2 separate regions of the Sus scrofa genome follow, and region 2 is linked to region 1. Evidence: chromatin contacts called from public Hi-C data. All regions are on one chromosome and are shown on one strand. Each heading gives the region's core, a stretch centred on a gene start, on an enhancer-like site or on the middle of the called end of the contact. The rest is flanking DNA. Distances are from core to core; before and after follow the strand shown. Region 1 overlaps LOC102162079 (a long non-coding RNA gene). Region 2 overlaps PDE4B (phosphodiesterase 4B).

Region 1 (6,728 bases), core at 541-3,040:
TCATAGCCCCCAGCTCTATCCCCGGAATTCAACCAGCCACTCCCGCCCTAGTGCTGCACTTCATGCTGTTGCTCTGATGGTCAATGCTGACACAAAAGCACAAGTTATCCTTCCCTGCCCAGCAATCTCACCCCCGTGACAACCACTCTTTGGGTGCCCATTTGTGTTCCCTTTCTGGCACATTGCGATTCCCATGCTTAATTAATGCGATGATTTTTTCCACTGTATCCAACCAAGGATACCAAGGCTCACAACCCTGTAGACTGAACATGGTTTCAGCCATTCAACAAATATTTATTGGGTGTTCTCTCTGGGCAGCGCCACACAAAGGGGTTTGCATTCCTTCACTCAGAGTGTGCCATGAGGTCAGTACTCTGCTCCCTGATTCATAAATAAGGAAAACAGAGGCTTAGAAAGTTCAATTATTTACCCAAACGCACACAGCCTGGATTTAACCTGCTTTGCTTTGACAGCCCTGTCTTCACTCACTGGCTGTTATTAAAGAAATATTTATTCAATGCCTGCGCAGTGCCCAGTCCTTGCAGACATGTGCTGGGGACAGAGGTCCACTGGGGACACATGCTCACACTCCCTGCCATCATTGATACTGCCTTCTAGGGCAGGGGTCATGAAACAAATGCCTGTGGGGGCTTTGAGGGAAGGGGTCGTGTGGGGAACACTGGGGAGTGGAGAGTTAATCCCTTATTTCCGGGGGCAGTGGCCACTCAACTCCAGGCAAATGTTGCTCTGTGAGAATATGGGCCCAGAGTGGCCAGATTTTCCATTGTTAGATGAGCCAGAAACCTGCATTCTATGTGAAATAGCTTGACGTTGTAGAGGTGGCCCCAAACCCAACAATTCTGTAATCACTAACGGGGGCTAAGAGTCACATACAGGCCAGATTAAACCCAGGAGTCCACAAATGCCATTGTACACTGAGGCTCTGAGCAAATTAGCTTGCCTGAATCCAAAACGATCTTACACTGAAAGATCAAGGGCGCCGTCCCCTGTCCCCAAGTCTAGGGATTTTGTCCATGTGACAAAAAGCTTCGCATCGGTCTCTAACTTTTTCGGCTACAGGAATCCTCCAGCCTCTGCAACCATCTCTCTCATTCCTTGAAGCTCCCTTTTTCCTGAGCCCAGGCTATTAGCTGACCCACTTCTGTCAGGAAATAGCTTGATCGTGGGCGTCTGCAAACAGTAAGACAAGGCTACGTGACCACTGCTCAGCGCCTCCCTCCCCCTCCCCGTTCCTGCTGCCACCAGATGGTTCTGAGATAATGCCATGTCTTTCCTGCAAGAAACAACATTCCCGGGCCATGCTGCTGATCCCCCCTGATGGTCCTGGGAATGCAATTTCTCAGCCTCTCCCCTCTTGTCATCGCTTCCCCTGTCTTATCTTCAGAGGACTGAGGGGGACCTGAGCTGGTCACTTTCCAAGGACAGTCAATTATCCCATGCTGGGCTCCCAGCGGCTCACGTAGACGGTAGAAACATGCAGTCTCCAAGTTCCGGCTCGCCCATGGATGCTTGCATTGTATGTGTGTGACCACCATACCATTCTCCAAGTTATATATGATACCCATCTCACGCCTCTTCTCTCTGTTATGAATCCTGTTCTTTAATCAGACAAGTGGCGTTCTTGCCTCTCACGAATTCCCTGGGAGACAAAAACAAGATGATCTTAGCCCATAAACCTGGCATCCAGCCAAGCTTTGACTTCTGATCCCAGCCCTTTCCTCAGTCCTCAACCTGATTCCAGCCACAGTTAGACAAGATCTCTTTCTAGCCCTGATGATGACAGAAGAGGCAAGGAGTGGAGATACAATCCATAGTTACTGCCTAGTCCTGGATAGTAATTAGTAGGAGGGAGTATTAGCCCTAATCCTGGATAGTAATTAGTAGGAGGGAGTATTAGCCCTAATCCTGGATAGTAATTAGTAGGAGGGAGTATTAGCCCTCGGAGGTGCGATCATTATTAGCTGGAAGAAAGAACTGGCAGGAAAAGATGACATCGTTATGCTGGATCATTCTTCGTATTAAGTGTGCAACTGACATGCAAAGATCTGAGGATTCCAAATCCAGAGACCATGGAAGAGATTTTGAATACATTGGTTGACACAGGGCAATCTAGGCACTTGAGTTTTTCATATTTGAGGCTTCAGTTACTCTCACCCTACCCTCCAAAAGCCATGTTATACCACCATTTAAAAACTTTGCTGAGGAGTCCCCATTGTGGCTCAGTGGGTTAGGAACTCAACCATAATGTCCATGTCCATGAGGATGTGAGTTCGATCCTTGGCCTCGCTCAGTGTATTTAGTATCCAGTGTTGCAGCAAGCTGCAGTGTAGGTCGCAGATGTGGCTCAGATCCTGCACCGCTATGGCTATAAGCATAGGCTGGCAGCAGCAGCTTTGATTCAACCCCCTGGCCAGGAACTGCCATATGCCACAGGTAAGGACCTAACACAAAACACTAAAAAAAAAAAAAAAAATTAAAAAAACTTTGCCAATTCAGATCACACTGTGAAAGCAAATCATTTAATAAATGAATGAGCTTAGCTGACTAACTGGCATCAAATTTTATCTATACTCACCACATGATTTCACTAAAGCCTCACAAAGAGCCCTGCTGGGCAGATATTTTTAGCCTCATTTTATAGATTAATGTATAGGAGATCATGGGCTGGGGCAATATTATTGAAAATGAAGATTTAAGAAAGTGTCAAAACGTTGTCTCACTTCCATGTCAAGAGTCTAATGGACTAATTTTCCTCTTCTGTACTTGAAACAATCCAGCAGAAAGAAAAAACATGAGTGCAATAATTTGGAGAAAGTCTTAGAACTGTAACACAGACACCAGCTGAGGCCTCTGTAGACTATAAAATCTCCTTAAAGCTACTATAGCCTCCCATCCTACCCTTAGGAGAGCTTCCTCCCATAGCCAAGGGCCCTGTTCTCTGCACGTTTTACTTCTGTGGTCAGCTCGCCTGTATACAAGCACCATTTCTATTCCTTTGGGAATATCCCTAGGCCAACTCTTTCAAAGATGTCCATAAAAATCCAAACAAATGTTTTAGGATTTTGTAGACTTGGTAGAAGTTTTTTTTTGGGGGTGGGGGGAGGCTTGGGGGGGTGGTAAAGAGGAGATACACAAAGAAGCACGCAGCTTGCTCCCATTTCCCTCACCCTGCCTCCCTCCCCCCCTTTTCCATATTCATTCTCCCAGCCCTCTGAGAGCTACAAATCAGTGCCTCTTACACAACTCCTGGTCATTTTCTCTAAAGCAGCACCAGCCAACTCTCAAACCTCAAGAGGCTTAGATTGGCCTCAAGTGAGGCTATCAAAGTGTTTTCCTGTGAAAATGTTCTTGTATCTGCTGCTGAGAGAATTAAAAAAAAAACAACAAAAAAAAACTCTCCCTTTGGTGTTATAACCATGAGAACTGTCCTAAAATGGAACAGGCTGCCCCAGGAAATAGGCAGATGGATTTCTCTAAGCTAAACACATAGAGAAGCATTTAGGGAGACACTGGGGAAGGATCTGGATGAGTGATTCTGCCAAACTATCTTTAGGATCCTTTCAACCTAGAGATGCTTTAGCGCAAGAGTTCTGAGCACCCCCCAGACTTTGACAGCAGACTGATGGGGATCAGAGTCTTGCACCCCACCTCTCACCAGCAGCAGGAGTGTGGGTACCCTATCTACCCCCTCCATGACTCCTTTCCCACATCTGGAAAATGCAGGTGATCATTTATAAATGACAAAATGTTTCTCCACTGTTTCACACAAGGCCCTCTACATGGTAATAGCAGCATAAAAGAAGGCTGCTGGTATGGTCTTTATTTCATTATCACTGTTTTGTTTGTTGGTTGTCCAAGTCAGAGAGGCATCAGAATTTAATGAAAACCCAATTAGGAGTCAAAAGAAATAAACTCTAGTACCACTTTTTCTATAGATCATCTGAATGCTGCTCAACATGCTACTTGACCAATCTAGGCCTCTTTCCTCATTTGAAACTGTGGGGTGATGATCAGGATCCTCTTTGACGACTTCACACAGTTGTCATGAGAGATGAGAAAATTTATGTAACTGTGTTTGGAAAATTTTAGTTATCTTAAAAATTGGTTAAAATGGCAGCGTTTGCCACATCTGCCTTAGATGCCCATCCCACATTTCTTGAGTCCTCAGTGTTCCTGAGTTGACCCCAGCTCATCTGGGACCCACCTAGGTACACCAGCTTATTCATGGTCCTGAAGAAATAACCCTAAATCTCCTCTACCATTAATCCCTCCTCCCCACTTGAAAAGTTTACTGCTCAGTGGTCCCTATTCGCTGCTGGTTCAAGAACTTCTTACTGACTTTGTAAACCATCATTCTCTGAAAACATATTTGTATTTTCAATAGGAGTCTTCTAGAGACATCATCCCATGGACCATCAGGAAGATAAAGATAGTAGAATTATTTTAGAGAAGATGGAACTACTGATGTAGAAAACAGCCTACTCCATCTAAAGGAAGGCCAGTTCCCCTCTGTTTTATGTCCTACGTAAGTGTCTATCCAAAGCTCCTGTTGATCAGCTGTGAGCTCAACGGACATTCATGTCCTTGGGACAGCTTTCATTTTATACCAAACTACCTCTTCTGCATGGCCAGAAGCAGAGGCACAGATGACCTTGAGACACCAGGTGACCTTGAGACTTCCCTTCCAATTCTTGCAATCAAATATCAAAGAGATTTTAAGATAAGCAATTACAACTCTTTCTCATTGATTCAATAACAAACATTTACTGAACTCCTACCGTAAACCAGGCACTGGGCCAGAATCTGAGCACGCAATGCAGAATAGATGCAAACAAAGGCCTAAACAGGGTGCTGACCTCTTTCCATGAAAGTACCATTAATTCCTAATAGTTAAAAGAAAAATATAAAAAACTTTTTACGTGCAGTTTCTCATTTACTTTTTCAGATAACTCTGTGATCTGATAACTTATCTCCCCATTTAACATAGGAGGCATCTGAGGCTCTGAGGGCTGGAGGCAGTTGCATAATGTTAAGGAATCATTAAGTAGTACAGATGGAATTTGAGAGAGCAGGTACATTAAGTGAAAGGCAAGCTGCTCATCCTTAGTCTCTGCCACTCATCTCTGGGATTCTGGGCCTGTTTAAATCACTCATGTAAAATCACTAGTATTAAATGATGAACTTGCCCTAGTCCAGCTCATCTGCCATATACCCCCGTCCTCAGCCCTTTGCTCTCTTTGCAGTGTTAGCCAGGCTAAGGCACATGCAAAGACAAGGGTGGATTTGCATGCTAAAAAAGGCAACACAGACCTGAGGGGTGTGTCACCGGCTTGAGTCATGACCTTCCTCTTCACCAGAAGAGCCCTGATTTCACAGTACATTTCAGAACTAAAATGGGAGATTCATGCACAAAACAAGAAGTCTAGTATTAGAACAGCCTTGAAGCTCCTAGGCTTCTTGGCTAGAGACAATAACTTGCTCAGAGGGCTTTTCACTCCTTGTTCTGAGTCCAGAGAGGATGGTAGCTATCTGCAGTTTCCATGACAACCACTTTTTGTTCTATAAGTAGATCTGCCCCAAGCACAGTAGAAGCTTGTCATAGCTTCTTAATAAATATTCACAAATGACGGATCGATGACTGGAAATCTATCTCCCTTCTCCAGTATACAGCTTACTCATTCCCAAGAGTGAGTGCGTTCCTAAGGACTTTGGGGGAAGGAAATTTACTCCAGCATTCAAGGAAGCTATAGAAACAGATTTAAATCAAAACTGTCTATGCTGCGACTGTTCAACTCTTTCTAAAAATAGTATCTAGCTAGAATTTCTCTAGGCCAAACCAGCTTGGATCTTAATAACTCTGTATCAAAACAGTATTTCTCTGGCTCTTCCCCCACCTGCTGTTGCAATAATTCCCACTTCCTCAAACTCCTCTCTGTTCCTTCTGGGAGTCCCCCAGGAAATTGCCCATCGCATGTAGTGCTCTTGACCACCATTTTCCTGTTTTCCTGTTCGGGCAGGTGGCAATGGTGTTTTCTGTCATGACGAATGCCAAGACTCCATGATATGCCAAGACCTTGTTCCTGGAGTGTGGTAACCTCTCCATTCTAGATGTGAGCTGGCTTTGGCAGTCGTCCTTCACGGGGACACCTCCTTGGAGGCCCAAACCAATGGTCCTCCGTGTGACCTTGGAACTGTATCCTGGGGCGACTACAACTTAGACCGCCAAGCTGCAATCCCTGCTACGAGCCAAAGCAGGCAAGTAACTGCACTGGGTTTTTTCCAGGTGGAGCTGGACTAGTCTGGATTTGACCGAAGAGGTGCTACCAAGTGTGCTGGCAACATTGGGGTACAAGTAGTTAAGCTAATGCGGCCTCTTTTCTGCCAAGTGATTAAAGGGAGGAGAGCTGAGCTGGTTGACTCCCTCTCTTGGGAAAGAAAGATAGAGCAGACATGTGGGGGACAGGCCCTTGGTGGACTGAGGGACATAAGTTCTCTACCTGAAGTTGAGACACACTTCTGCGAAGTGAGTTTATAAGGGCAATGGAACAGATGATTTGAAACAAAGGTTCTTGCAGATGCCACATGTGTTTGTTATTCCCTGCCTTGCTCCACACAGCAGTTGAAGTAGCTGTCAGGGATATTTAAAAAGAGCAAAGAAATTTAAACCAGAAGCACAAATAAGTAAAAAAGGCAAACGCGATCAAGGC
Region 2 (6,182 bases), core at 2,766-5,265, 140 kb before region 1:
GGGAAGACATGAAGGAAAGTCAAGTTTACCTCTAAGAGCCCCATGATATGAAACAGAAGAAAATTATACTCTATCCATGTACTATTTCCTTTAGAAGTTTTATAAAAGAAACTGAATAAATAGAGTGTCTTAACATCTAACTGGTGTCACATACTTGGAGATCAAAGCAGGTGATTTCGAAACTCCTGTCATTTCATCATCTTGTGTGAGCCACAGTCACTCCCATTTCTATTAGCCAAAGTTACTAAGATGCTTTTGATAGCAATGGGAATATTTAAACGATGTTTTCTTTTTCTTGTAATAAGTACTGACAAACATGGGGAGAATATGTGATATTTATGGTTCTATAAATTAGCTCATTAGCCAACGATGCTGTTGGAAAGATCATGTTGTGATTATTGGCACAGTAACTACAGCTTGGCAACTAGAGTCTTTTGCTAAATTCTTTTAAAACAATGGAGCAAAGAAATGACAATACCACTTAGGCAATTTGTTTTTGTCTGTCGTTGTAGCAAACTACAAAAAATCCTGGCTTTTCACTGGGAAGAGAATGTAGCGATACCAATTATTACGTAATTATAGGTTTCAAAACCTTCTGAACGCTTAACCACAGTCAAAAAAAGGAAGGAGGACACACACATCCTGTGTTTTGTTCTTATTATCAGCTTAAATAAGTCAGGCAGATTTTTCCTGTTATTTTAATATTTATCAGCATATGACAAAGAGGTGTGTTTAAATAGAAACTTTAAAGGGGAATGAAAAATAAGTGGCTCGCAGCACACCAAAAAATGGAAAGGTGGGGTGCTGCTTTAAAAGATGGTTTATCATGATAGTAAGATCAGGTTTTTATTTATTAGCATTGACGTTGAACTCATGCATTTCCATTGAAATCTAAGATAAAAGATGCAAGAAACCTCAATCATTTAAAAAGATTTAACAACAATCCAGTTTGTTGGGAAAGCCTGGCTGACTTAGGTAACTCTATTCTTCTATAAAAGGCATGTTTCAGAGAGACAGCTTTTTTGAAAATGCATCTGAATGAAGGAAATGCAATCCGTTTTAAAGGCTAATTGTCATTTGCGGGGTGGGGGATGTGCTGGGGTTGTGGGATGGAAATCCTATAAAATTGGATTGTGATGACCATTGTACAACTGCAAATGTAATAAATTCATTGAGTAAGAAAAAAAAAAGCTAATTGTCAGAAACCATGGTTAAATTGATACATTCGCTCCTACAAATTGGTCATTAACTGAAATAATTCAAGGGGAAAATCAAAGCAAATCTCTCAATGGGCAGTACCTTTTCCTCACTGTTTAAACAAGCTTATTCGTTTCAGCTCTCATGCTACAGCACAAATTTCCCTTTTTTGCAAAGGCATCCAATTTTTTTTAAAATCAGTATAATTGCTCCCTTTTTTGTGCTATGGGAAGAATTCCATTCTAGGATATACTAGGATCAATCTGTGGCTTATACGTGCTCCATTGGAGCTCCATGAAGGCAGAGCCTGTCTACCTGATTCATCTCTTTATCACTTAAAATGCTTTAGCATACTTATTTTCACATAGTAGGAAGAAGAGTACATTGACCAGGGGAACTACGTAAAGTTTGGGGACTTTACATTAAGGAAAATACTCATAAATAAAACTTTAATAATGAGTCAATATTTTATCTGCATGGTTATGGAAAATATTCAATTGTGGTTTTTTTTTAATGTAAAATCAGCTATTGCATTGAAATTGAAAGAAGTTTGAAACACACTCTATAACTGCACTATATAATTCTCTCTATTGGTATGGTCATATAGATTTTGAACAAAAAGAGTTCAGTCGAAAAAGTTGGCATTTTGTACTTTAAATAGGAAAGCCAGAGTAAAGTAATTGGGAATTTAAAGCCTAGAAAATACAGCAATGTGGAAATCATATGCTCCCATGGTAAGGAGAAAGAGTAGTAAATCCCCCTGGGGGTGTTGAAAATGTTAATGCTCTGGAGTTTAATGAGCATCTCAATTTTTATCACATTTTGCCTTTTCACAAGCATGAATTCCAGGCTTTATCTACGTGATGCGTAAGAACTGGAACAGAAAGGGAAAAAAATAGAATTGAACAAAGAACACTCCAAAACAAGGCAGGGACTTGGGTTCCATCATCTGTGCACATTCAAAGTGGAAAATTGAAATAATTCTTAGAATTTCAGGCCCTAAAACTATTTTCAACAGAAAAAAAAAAAAAAAGATGATTCAGGAACATCAGTACGTGTCGGCTTGTGTGTGTGTGTGTTGTGTGTAGGGTAATCGTCCCACTTTTCCCACCCATCCTATTCCTGGCTTTTGCATGCATTTCAGTACTGATCATGAGTATGTCGTGCAAGAATTTACTGAAAGGAAATAAATTATCAAGTGTTCACTGACTTTAAAAAATGTTCCTTTGCTTTGCAAAATAGGAGAATATTCTTTTTAATGGCCAGCACTTCTGATGATCACAAATGCAACTTGATTTTTAATAATATGCATCATATATGGAACATTCTAGCAGCCAAAACAATGGGTGAAGTGGAATAGTCTGTCCTGATTTTCTTCTTCCCAAATACATTGATCCATGTCCTAAGCAGGATCCTCACCCATGTCACAGATCAGATATTATGAAGAACAACCCCCAAGGCCATGGGTCCTTAGAAATGTCAGCAAGCCATGTCACAAAGATGACTCGAGAAATGCCTTGAGGACTCAGGCTCGACTGCTGCAGGTTCAAAGCCTGGGTATCCATAGCCTCGGCTCATGGTGGTTTTCAACACCAGTCAACTAGGTATATTTCGAGAAAAGTACAGAGAAATAGGATGAGATAATATAGAGCTTTCCAGTAAGATTGAAATAGGTTGACCTAAGTGAGAAACAGACTTGATATTTTTTAGTGCTCATGGGGATCCATTTCTTCTATATGTGTCCCCCAGGTCATTCTGGGGAGGAAATGGCTTTTTACTGGTTAATCCAGAAGCCTATTTCTCAGTATGAGTTCCTCCTGTGTCTTTGTTGCTGACCACGATTCCTCCTGGAAAGGTTCATGTGGGTGTGTCAGATGCAGCGTTTATTTGAGGAGTGGACAAGAGGCTCCGTGGGTTACCTGGGATCCTAAGAAATTCAGAAAGTCATGACCTTGCTTCGGTTCTCATTCTTGGCTGGAGCAGCCAGAGTCTAGGATGAGAGAGGGACCGTGTGTACAGCAGTAAAGGGCTCTCTGAGCCACGGTGATGGCCTGAGAGTGATCTGAGTCAGATGACTGGAAATGAAGCCCAGCACAAGCAGCACATTTGCTCCGTTTCTACATTAAGCAAGAACTGTCAAGCAGGGTTACAACACTTATGAACAAATACTAATAAAGTCAATCTTGTTACCAAAGGCTGCGGCCACTCGCACAAAAGGAGAAATTGGAGGGAATTACAGAGAGAGAGCGGAAAGGAAAGAAAAAAAAGCCTAAAAACATCAGATTGTTTTTTTCTTCTTTTCCTGAATGTTGTGTGGCCTGAATTATTGGGGTAATTTCCTTAATTATTCACCTCGAATGTTTAGACAGTCTGCATACAAAATAACAGGGCAGATGCACTGGAAAAGCTGTAGTAGTTCTGAGAGTATTTCCCCAAATGGTTGTTTTGTAGGGATTACTTTCGTTCAAATTAGCCCTCCTGAATAAGCTTACCTCAGAGCCCCAGCATCGAGCTGTTTATATTGATTTGCAAGTATTCCATGTGTCCTAAAATGAGATAAGGGTAAGTTGCAAAAAAAAAACATGAGCAAGTCAACTGAAGTGTGAAGAGTTAAAATGTTACCCTTGAGCAAAGGTTACCAAAAATAATACTCTGCTCATTAATGGCTACTTCACTACTTCCAAATTAATTTCTAAATTTAGTGTGAATGTTTCTTTGTATTAAATGGAACTGAGGAGACCCACAGCCTCTCATCTCTCACTTGCTGCCTAAAGACTGGAGTTCGTTCCGCCTTGGTTCCACTTCGTGTTTTTGCACTGCTGAGAAACACCATCCACCCACCCCCCCTGAAAGTTGGAATCATGCATGTTAGTAAGTATTTCAGTTATGCTATTGACGTCAATGGAGTCATTAAATAGATTGCTGGCCCTCCCAGAGGCAAATCACTGCCAGGGACCTAGATACAGACACGTTTTTTACAAAGACAACCATCAGGTTTTGCTATAGCAGTGAGCCAGGGAAAGGCAAAAGTTTATACTGTAGCAGACCTATCTCCAAACACAGTTTCTTTCTTTCTTTTGCATTTTAGTTCCGGCCTTTCTTTCTCTTTGGTTACAGTAGGCTGGAGCAGATGCCTAGATATTGTTGCCTGAATGTTTTGTGTGCAAAAGCATCTCCTGTCATTGAGACTCTGAAGGGAGACACCCCACTCTTAAAAAATGTGTCTCATCTTTAGCTCTACACAGCCTATCCTGATGTTTATTTGGTGGCATAAATTATCTAGGCAAATCGCTATTGTCTGCCCATATGAGCTATTGTCTCCTCGTGGCCTGAATAAACAGTGTCCTGCACACACACACACACACGCACACGCACATTTGTCCTTTCTGCTGCTTCTAGGTGACTTCTAGCTGCAGCCCCTCATCTATGAATCAACCTTTGTGCAGCCTGCCCTGTGCTTCGGCACTCAGGCTCTAAAGCAAAGGGTGGAGGAGGCGACAGAGAAGAAAGCTTCACTTCTCTCAGTTGGCTCATCTGCAGAGTCCCGCAGGAGGCAGGAGGCTGCCCACGTGCCTGTGTCCTCCCAAAGCCCAGCTGCTGCCAGCCTCAAGCCTGGTCATGCAGCTCGCCGGCATGTCAGAGAGGGCTCTTCAGGAAACATCTGTCTCTTCCTGGGTATTCCTGACAACTCTATTTACCTGGACAGGCCCAGGAGTCAGAGCCAAATCTTGCCCTCACACCTGGACTCTTCTGACTTTGCCCCCAGGCACGAAGTCGGGGAGCCATCTTGAGCAGAGCGCTCTCTCCGAATCCGGTTATCAGAATCCACCGTGCTGGTCTTAGCGCTCATCGCCTTTCCTAACCCTGTCCCTTCACTCCCTGCGCTCCTTATCAGTAAGTGTGTATACACGCTTATCAGTAAGTAGGCACAGAAATGCCAGACATCCAGCCACCTTTAGTAACCCCTTTGGGTTCATCCGGAGGCCCAGATCCACCCCCAACTCCACCACTGCGCCTTTCCCCACATTCCTGGCTCTGTGTATCTCTCCACCATCTTTTATCGCTCCACCTCCCACAGCTGGCTCTTGGGGTCTTTGCTCCAATCTTACCCCCTGGTTTTCTTCCCATCCTCCCTCCCTTAGTGTCGTGCTCCATCCTTCTCTACGTTAACCCTGGTGGGGGGTCCTTCAGCTTAGTTATTGTACTCATTCCCCCCACACACTTCAATCCACCTTCCATTCTGTGACTGGAATTATTCTTCTAAAATCCAGTTATGGTTATATTGTTTGCTGAGCGAGTGATCTTTAACCGTCCAGATAAGATCCTTACTTCTTACCAGGTTTGCAAAGTCTCTCAGAATTTTGCTTCTAAATCCTTCTTTGTCCTCATCTCTCCCTTTAACCCCTACCCCCAAGCACAGTAGATCGCTGAGTTGCACCTAACAGACGGTCGCTCAAATACACCAGGCTCTTCTTGCCTCCCTGCCTTTGTACATTCTGTTCCCTCGCCCAGGCTGCCCTTTCCTAAAAATGTCATTCACATATTCAGCACAGGGATTTGCTTACATTGTCGCAGTGAAGGAGTTCTTTATAATCGCTCTGATTTTTGGATTCTGGATTCAGGATTGAACTAAATATATGTCTCAGTTCAAACCCTAATATAGAGTATATGGTTAGCAGGTACTAGTTCCTTTCCCCATTCCTGTCTGGAAAGTACGTTTCTTATCTTTCAGAGCTCAGCATAGATGCCATCTTCTGGATGTGCTCCCCTCAACTCATCCCAAACCACTCTCAACAATTATCTTAATTATTATCTCAAAATCTCAATTTTTGCGCTTTTTCATAATGTGCTGTATTTTTCATTTTATTTAATTTTAATTTTATTTTTATTAGAGTGTCATTTATTTACACTGTTATGTCAATTTCTGCTGTGCAGTACAGCCACCCAGTCATAATGTATTTTTCATTTTAATTTTATCCTCTTCT

The links. A called contact is a pair of places that touch in the nucleus more often than the background predicts.
Region 2: a Hi-C map of liver shows a contact between it and region 1, with 2.2 times the contacts expected there. The contact joins two enhancer-like sites. A contact is called at or near these places in 5 of 47 Hi-C or Micro-C datasets (alveolar macrophages, fetal liver, liver and 1 more) and 2 of 2 datasets of contacts at active chromatin or transcription factors (alveolar macrophages and skeletal muscle).

What each region holds. Positions count from the first base shown.
Region 1 is chr6:146,126,218-146,132,945 of Sscrofa11.1, reverse strand. It overlaps LOC102162079 (a long non-coding RNA gene), which reads right to left. Exons shown (of 8, transcript XR_298679.3): 8 at 1-1,660. Among named protein-coding and RNA genes, the nearest start is that of SGIP1, 78 kb to the right of the region's middle. Within about 2 kb of position 1,790, at least 12 of the 83 cell types and tissues checked have an H3K27ac peak or open chromatin away from gene starts, as enhancers often do. A contact at or near this core is called in fetal liver and liver, where this site is marked.
Region 2 is chr6:146,271,899-146,278,080 of Sscrofa11.1, reverse strand. The region is part of intron 8 of PDE4B (phosphodiesterase 4B); the gene reads left to right. All of the region lies in intron 1 of LOC102162258 (a long non-coding RNA gene), which reads right to left. Among named protein-coding and RNA genes, the nearest start is that of SGIP1, 220 kb to the right of the region's middle. Within about 2 kb of position 4,015, at least 42 of the 83 cell types and tissues checked have an H3K27ac peak or open chromatin away from gene starts, as enhancers often do. A contact at or near this core is called in fetal liver and liver, where this site is marked.